Linked DNA regions of Triticum aestivum: region 1 is linked to region 2. Evidence: chromatin contacts called from public Hi-C data. All regions are on one chromosome and are shown on one strand. The core of a region is the stretch at or near the end of the contact, and the rest is flanking DNA. Distances in the headings are between cores, read along the strand shown.

What was found. A called contact is a pair of places that touch in the nucleus more often than the background predicts.
Region 1: a contact with region 2 is called in a Hi-C map of leaf, with 6 times the contacts expected there. The contact joins the promoter of LOC123045340 here to the enhancer-like site in region 2. A contact is called at or near these places in 2 of 5 Hi-C or Micro-C datasets (both in leaf).

Annotation. Positions count from the first base shown.
Region 1 is chr2B:442,070,884-442,075,069 of IWGSC CS RefSeq v2.1, reverse strand. It overlaps LOC123045340 (protein MEI2-like 4), which reads right to left and starts at 2,735. Exons shown (of 14, transcript XM_044468346.1): 1 at 2,280-2,735; 2 at 1,613-1,696; 3 at 625-966; 4 at 1-208. The coding sequence starts at 868.
Region 2 is chr2B:441,658,353-441,662,430 of IWGSC CS RefSeq v2.1, reverse strand. No RefSeq gene overlaps it. Among protein-coding and RNA genes, the nearest start is that of LOC123041353, 150 kb to the right of the region's middle. Within about 2 kb of position 2,475, at least 8 of the 8 cell types and tissues checked have an H3K27ac peak or open chromatin away from gene starts, as enhancers often do. A contact at or near this core is called in leaf, where this site is marked.

The DNA of each region.
Region 1 (4,186 bases), core at 1,486-3,985, 410 kb before region 2:
TCATCATCAATGTCATCCATGTTATTAGCACGGGCAGGGTGACCCACATTATAAAGAACACCTGACAATAAGTCGTCATCATCAGGGAGGAGATTGCCAATTACTTGTGCCTCAATTTCCTGAGTTAATTCAAAAGGCTCGTCATCTGCATGGTTGAGTTCCTTTTCAGCTGGCTGGCCAACAAGGCCATTCTTAGGTGTTAGTCTCACTGCACATCAGCAAATGAAAAGTAGTTTAATATTAAGCACTAATATTACTGCGGATTGTCTCTTTTCTCACTTGGATTTAGCATGAAAAGCACAGGACAGACTCTCATTTCTCAATTGGATGTAGCATGAAAAGCTCAGGCCAGATTGTCTCGTTTCTCACTTGGATGTAGCAAGAAAAGCTCAGATTTCACTGAAGTGAAACAGTCAATAAAAGCAAACAAGCTTCTTATTAATAAGCAAATAAAAATATTTTCCTTATCTTCTTTTGTTTACCCTTTCCATTATCTACATACTATTATTTATATGAACTGAAGGGAGGAGTACCATATCGGATGGACGCAGTTTATAGTTCAGTGTTATGGAGTACTATAATAAATGAAATAAAAACTGCAAGAGACAAGGATCAAGGGCTTACATTTGTTGTCAAAAATGTCTGGAAGGGAGCTTGAGAAAAGTCCATTCTCATATTGGGTCATATTTAAATGTCCCTTTCTAGCATTAGGAAATAAAGCCAACGGCTTCGAAAATGAATCATGTTGTTGTAGAGGATCTTGATCAGCCCTCCAGGGGGTTGGCGGCAGGTTAACATGCCTTTGATGGCCCAACAACTTGCGCTCACCAAAGGGAGTTTTCTGGTCCATCAACTTGTATGGCTCCATAAGCCCTAATTGATGCACAACCTTTGGCCAATAGCCTTTGGCTTTTCGACCGGAGAAGATGCAGCAGACCTACTTCCCGAAATCAATGTATATTTTTTCTGTTTTTCAAAACAAGAAATAAATCAGCCATAAAAACGAACGCAAACACTGAGCGCAAAGAGAAGTGATGAAGCAACATCAGAATTATTTAATGGAAGAATCATTGTAGGCAGCATCCATGCGCATCTGTCAATAATCGATACCCAATCACCCCTGTGAGACCATGTGCCTTCCAATTCAGCTGCTTCACCCATATATAGCAAGACAGCTACCTTAAGCTACCTGGAAACAACGATACACATCCACCAATCTTGCTCGATCAATTGTCCCATATGTGGAACCTCGGATGCCCCCACATATCCGTAAACTGTAACAGTGTTCTGCTGGGTCACATTTTATTTAGTCCGAGAGAAACTACCCGAAGAATAAACTAATAAGCACCTACAAATTACACGAATGTTCAGGTAGTCACTAACATGCTCAGGAAAACATTCCTGCCTGAAATGTCTAACAGGCCTCTATAAAAAGAATTCGATAATGATGAAGAAATTAACCTAGGTCTAGTTGTTAATGATACTGACCAAGTCACCCCAAAACTGAACCAATTAGTACCCCCTACCACAAAGTAGAGTAAGAAAGAATGCAGTCCATCATTAGACATCATTTAAGGATATCGGGCAATAATGGCTATTGCAGTTGGCTTACCACATGGGAGAAGACGATTCGGACTCCACGGGGAGGTGGAATGGGGGCATGTGGTGCCTCTGCTCCATGATTCTAGCTGGCATCCTGCTAGCACCTTGCAAGATAGACAGATGCCAAGTTTCAACACCTCAGGTAGCTCGACTGAAGCGGATCAAAGAATAAACGCGAGAAACTGCTAAACAAATGCAGTCCCGAGGCCTAGATTTGATCGACCATGAACCCAAAATCGAACTCACGAGACCGGCTACGGAACACTGGAGAAATTCTGCAAAATTTAGGACCGGAACAACTCGAATTGAACGATTAAAAAAGGTTATGCAAAATTCCGGGCAGAACTCTGTGCTCCCAAACTAATTAGCCATAAAACAGCGCAAAAGACGACGGGAAATTTAATGCTCCTCGTCCTCGACGAGCTCGAAAGAGCACAAGAAAGTTGTGATCAAAATAAAAAGGCAGAAGAGACCAAAATACTGCCCAACCGCATCAAAGTATCCCCCGAACCCGAGCACAGATCACACAAAGCGAGAAAAATACGCACAAAATTACCCCCAAACAAATAACTCCAGGAATTCAAACACCATTTTTCTCCACGAAAACAAAACGCACCCTGAATTTGCATGAAAACCCGCAAAAAAATTGGTAGAAACGGAAGAATTTGTAGGCTCACCAGATCGGCAGTCGAGATCCGCTTCAGCTTGTCGCGGCCAGGAGCTTACCGCAACACGCAACCCGTGGCCGCGCCCGGAAGAGACGGCTCCATGGCGCAAGCCAAAACGGCTCCCCCGGAGCTCACAGGAGGGCGGATCACCCAGCGCGCAGCGACGGCACAGCTAATGCCCTCAGCGGGGGGGGCGAGGCGAGCTCAGAGAGCGAGCTCCATCCTCACGCACGCGCGCACCTAACCCTAGCGAGCGAGCGCGGCAGCGGGCACCCCTCCACTCCTCATTCTTCGCTCCTCCTCCTAGGTATGCCGCCTCAGCGCCTCTCCGGCGAGGGAATTCCGGCTAGCTGGTGGTGGACTGGCGGTGGTGAGACGAGACGAGACGAAGCGGAGACGAAGGCCAAAAAAATCTAATTAAAAGAGCGGCGAAATGCTGTATTACTATATTATTTATTGGACTAAGTGGAAACGCGATACAGAAGGTGCGGGGCCTATATATACCGCTCCCGCTGTGGTCCCCACCGCGGTAGGCTCACCCGCGGCGCACCCCACCGCGGCGCCGGATAGCTCCTTCGCCATTCCGTTCGTGCCGAACGGCACATGTACCCGGGCCAGGGGCCCCACGTGTCAGTGAGTTGGCGTCGGTGTCAGACGTCGGGACCCACGTGGCTGCGCGTCGGCCCGGGTGGGAAGCGGCGTTTGGACGGGGACGGAATTATTTCGCGGAGGGGTGGGGGCTTGGCGCGGTGAGGTGACGCGGAGGTCACGTTCTCCGATTGTCTGGTGTGGGACAGGATAACGCTCACCAGTACGAGTTGTGTGGGGGTCGATCGGGACTGGACCGCTGGAGTTGCTGCCGCCGAACCACCGGGGATTTCGACGGCTCTTGCTGTTAGGTTGGCACGTTTATGCTGGTACCACCTTCCGTGTTCGAAGAACTCTGCTTCCAAAAACACTGGGAAAATTCAGTTTAGTGAGGAGTAGTATATTTGAAATCACGTCTCCAAACAAAATAAACTAGCTACTATTAGCATTTTCAAACAAGCCTAAAAATGCAACATTGATTGTTATTGATTGCCTTGAAAATTACGCTGTTCCTATTTACATTTTCAATACATTAAAGATAACAGATATAGGAAAAATAATTAAAATGATTATTTTTCGCATCTAATATGGGCAAATCATTTGATTCACGGCAAAAAAAATGTGACACACACCTAAATCACAGCATCCGACTCCGTGAACGCCCATAGACATCTGAGGTACTTTAAAACTGGCGAAAGAATCCCAGGTTCTGGGTTCTTTCGCCCTAGGTGAAACACTCGCGTTAATCCTAGGGATCAAACCCAGGTGGACTAGCTGGCCACCGCCAAGGCCAACCATTGAGCCAAGGGCTCGTTCTCGACAGCACTTTATGTTAGGTTGGCATGTTTGTACCCGTAGCAACTTCCATATTTCTTTTTCATTCAAACATTTTGATTCCTTCAAATTTAAACGTTTAACACATCAACCAAACATGCACATAGTTTTTAATAAGTTGCATGAACAAAAGCCTTTAACCAAGGCATGTACATATCACATGTTGCCGGCATGTGCATCGTCCCCTTCTCCTTTGGCATTCTTGTTGTCCCCTCCTCCTTCGGCGTGTGTACCCTCCCCCCCCCAAAGGCCCTGGAACGTACATCGTATACCAAAATTCTCGATCCAACATAATGAACAGATTCTACTCGGTTATGTGTTCACTTATCGCATGATAATCTTGAACTTTGAACCTATGGGCCTCCATCTCTTCCCGACATCATGCGCACTCTTGCATTTTTTCAAAAAGGGGAGCAAGCCCTAGCCTCTGCATCAAGCGATGCACACAGACATATTATTATTTATTCAACAAAATTCTGACAAGAACATAAATC
Region 2 (4,078 bases), core at 1,226-3,725:
TTTTCACGCGTTGGTAAATAGGCTCGTGCATTTCATATGGCTTTGAAGGAAGTGTCGGATTTATCGGTTGAAGAGACCTTCAAATATTCTGGGTCAGATTGGTTTCTTATTTTGTTGGATCAATTAAGTTCGCATATGCGTGAGCAAACTAAATACATGTTGTGGAGAGCTTCGCACTCGAGGAATGATTTGATTTTTGGTAAGGGGCGGTCTTTGTGAGCTTTGTATAAAATTATTAGACATCTTTCTTGTCTTGTCATGCAAACCGGCAGGTGGAAGTGTGCAACAAAGGTAAGCAAGTGGTGGTTGAATTTCCAGCTAACCACTAATATGGAGATGAATTATATTTTTTGGAAGCCTCCCACCTTGGGTTTTTTTAAAATTAATGTCGACGCAAGTTTTGTGGAGGCCATCAAAGCTGCGAGCGTGGGGTGGTTGTCAGAGACCATTGTTGACAAGTTATCATCTCTTATTGAGATTAGATTGGAGCTTGCTATAGTGTCGAGAAAGCATAACTAAGAGCGACCCTCTTTGTCCTGTATATTGGTATCACTCTTGACAAGCCCATCATTTTGAAAATTGATTGTTCTTTTGTGGCTTTTGTATTTGGAAGATAGTATGTTGACAAGTCAACTCTAATAGACCTAAAGAAGGAAGCGTTGAATGTCTCTAAATTGTTGGTGAATTTAAAGATCTCCAAGATTAACAGAAGGGCCAATGTGGTGGCTCACGAGATTGCAAAATTTAGTTTTGATAATAGGTCTGATGCTATTTTTATTAATACCGTTCCGCCCTACGTGGCAAAGTTTGTAATGAATGATTGTATGAATGTCTTAAGTTAATTAATATATGATGGTTTTTTAATAAATGAGATCCATTTTTAAATACAAACCATGTTCAAACATTCAAAAAAAATGTAGACACACAACAATATTTGATGTACAATCTCAAAATATTCCAGCTCCAAATTCAACCTACAGTAAAAGAAACAAAAAAAACAAAATTAGACATGAATAGTATCAAAATTCTATTCACCCATATTCGAATTTGTCTTTTTCGAATCTCTAAATGTGCATCGAGTTTTGAGCTGATTTTTTTAAGGTTATAGAACCCTACAGATATATCATCAAATAATTTCAGTTTTTATTTTTTTTGAAATATCTAAACATAAATTTTATGGTTGATATCATTGATCTCACCTAATGTGAGATCCTATAATAGTCTCCCCCGACAACACAAGCGAGGATCTCAACTTTCGGCTGCCCGGCTCGTTTCCATTTTGTTTTTTCACAGTTTCCTTTCAACTGGCGTCTCCTTCCCCGCCCAAAGCATTCAAATGACCGGGGAGGTCCGTTCGCGTCCTTTCACGTTTCACCCTTTACCGCGGCTTAAAGCGGTCGCTCTCGTAGGTCCCGCGGCTTATCCGAGGATAAGTCGATCGGCACCGTCGCGTTGTCGCGTTCAGTGGGACCTCAGTCTTGCTGCGCGCGTGTCGCTGTGCTAGTGGCCACGCGCTCCGCTCGGCCCAGGTATCAGCGGGTTCGCCCCCCAGGTAGAGAACCGGGTATGGCAGGCGTACGTAGCGGAAAGACACGCGAATTTCTCTGTCCAGGTTAGGTCACGGGTTTACTTGGAAGATTCGGAGGGATCGAAGGAGCAGGTGGCGCAGCGCTTACTGGTTAGCTGCTTTTGTATCGAGCAATGGTTTTATTGTTGTTTTTTCACTGGATTGTGCACCCGCATCGGCACGGCTTCTCTCTCACACAAGCAAGCAGTGGATTACGTGAGCTGACAGCGTACGAATCAGCAAACCAGGCTGTGTGGAGGTAGGGATTTTAAAACGGGGGCAGACCGAGTGGTGCACGCAACCGCCTGCCTGCCTGGTTCAGTACAGCAGGCAGGCAGGCAGTGCGAGAGCCCGCGCGGAAACGGAAAATGGGGGAGCGGGAGAACAATGGCGTGCACGCCAGATATTTTGGCGCGGAACTGCGAAGAGGGGAAGCATCTTATCGCCGTGAAGTGTGAGGCCAGGCCGGGCAGGACCACAGTTTTTTTTGGGGGACCAGTTCTGCGTGCGCGTGCAACGCGTTGCACATGTCGCAGGCCTGCAGGGGCATATTGCTGAACCGAAGGCGAAGCTAGCGGCGTGGCCGTGGCCGTGGCCCCGAACGGATGGCTGGGATGAGAGCCCCTCCCGCCGCGTGCAGCCGGGCGCTGAGGCGCGTGCCTGTCGCGTGCGCGATACGCCCGGCCGGGCACCGATCGTGGGATAAGGTAACCCATCCAAACCTGACGGCGACTCGTGCAGAAGCCGTTCGATCGCGATCGGGTTGTGGGGCGGTACGTCGTCGCGTCATCGCGCGAGATCGGGCACGGCATTTGCCCACAAACATCGCGGGGCTGGAGACCTTCCCTAGAAAAAACATGGCCGTGGTGGCCCCTGCCCCCTTCCTGTGAGACGTGGGCCTGCAGCTCTCAGTGACTGCGTGGGTGTGGGCGCTGGTTCGGACGAACAGTACAAGGGGTGCATGGCCCGTGTGCGGTTTTAAAAATGGACGCCGCGGGGACCAGCTGATGGTGATGCTCTCGCGGATGCTGTTTGAGGGCCCCAGTTGTGAGGTCTACTCTGTTGTGTGTAGGGTTTTTTCTTCCGTTTGCCTTTCCGGATCCTCGCTCGCTCACTCTTTCCTCTTTTTGTCTCTCGCTCTAGAAAGAGGGATGGCGGGGAGAAGATCGACCCTAACAGAAATGATGGTAAGGGCTTGTTTGGTTCTAAATAAGTCATCAACTTATAAGTCAAAAAGTGAAAAAAATGACTTATTTTGCCAAATAGACCCGACTTATAAGTCACCCCAATTTATAAGTCATAAATTGCTCCACCCCAACTTAAAACTTATAAGTCACCTCCTTTTGCATGGGTCCCACCACCTGCATGATATTGATTGGTGTGGGAAGGTGTGTCGGATGACTTATAAGCCAGATGACAACCAAACAGGAGTGACTTATAAGTCACTGGTTTTAAGTCACCTGACTTATAAGTCAGATGACTTATTGGAACCAAACAGGGCCTAACTTTCTCTTTTCACGACTGGGTTTCAGCGATTAAGCAGTTTGTGTGTGCCTAGTAAAGATACACCAGTTAATTGCGGTGAGAGGGTTTTCTCTCGTTTTCTTGAGTGGCTTCCGTTTATTTTACCAAACCCGGTGAACGCAAATTCAGTTAACAACCGACATGTGTGACCTAGCGCATCTTCAAGGCAGACCCGTAAATTGCCCGCATACGTCCGGACCGCGAAAGCCATCTAAATGTGGTCTGTATCGGTCTACGGGACGGTCTAGACGCGATTTCACCCGTAAACCGGAGAAAAAAGTGGGAAGCTTTGCGGGAGTTCGGACACGCGAAACGTAGGAATCCGACACCCCCAGCCCACCCAAAACCCTTCCCGGACCCTGCGACTCCATCCTCCCTATTTTCGCTCCTTCCTTCTTTCTCTCTTGTCTTCGCCACCGCTCCATCACCCCGGCCACCACGTCACACCCCAGCCGAAACTCTACGTCCCCGTCACCTCCAGTGTTCCAGCGGGGCTCCACCCCGCTTCTCCTCCGTCTCCATTCAACCCCTGTCCTCCGATCGCCCCTCCTTGTATCATCCGCTACTCCTATTCTCACCATGTCTGGCAACTGCTCGATAAATCGCCGGAGCTAAAAACAGTTGTCCCTTTTTCTTTCTAGCAATGGATTCGATTTGGAGCACATATACGAGCAGTATGTTGAGTCGTCCGGCGGCTCAACGGACGAGGAGGAGTACTCCGATGAGACGACAATGATGCAAACGGTCCTTGAAGACGCGGAGCATGCGGAGGAGCATGTTCTCAATTCCAAGGGCTCGATCAAGGGTCATCGAGTGCTCAACCGCAACAGGCACGGCCATTTGACACTGACGGTTGACTACTTTGCCCTTGATGCACTATTCACTGACCATTTTCACCGGCTGAAAGATCGTGGATGTTGCCTAGGGGGGGTGAATAGGCGCTTTAAAATAATTACAGTTAGGCTTGAACAAATGCGGAATAAACCT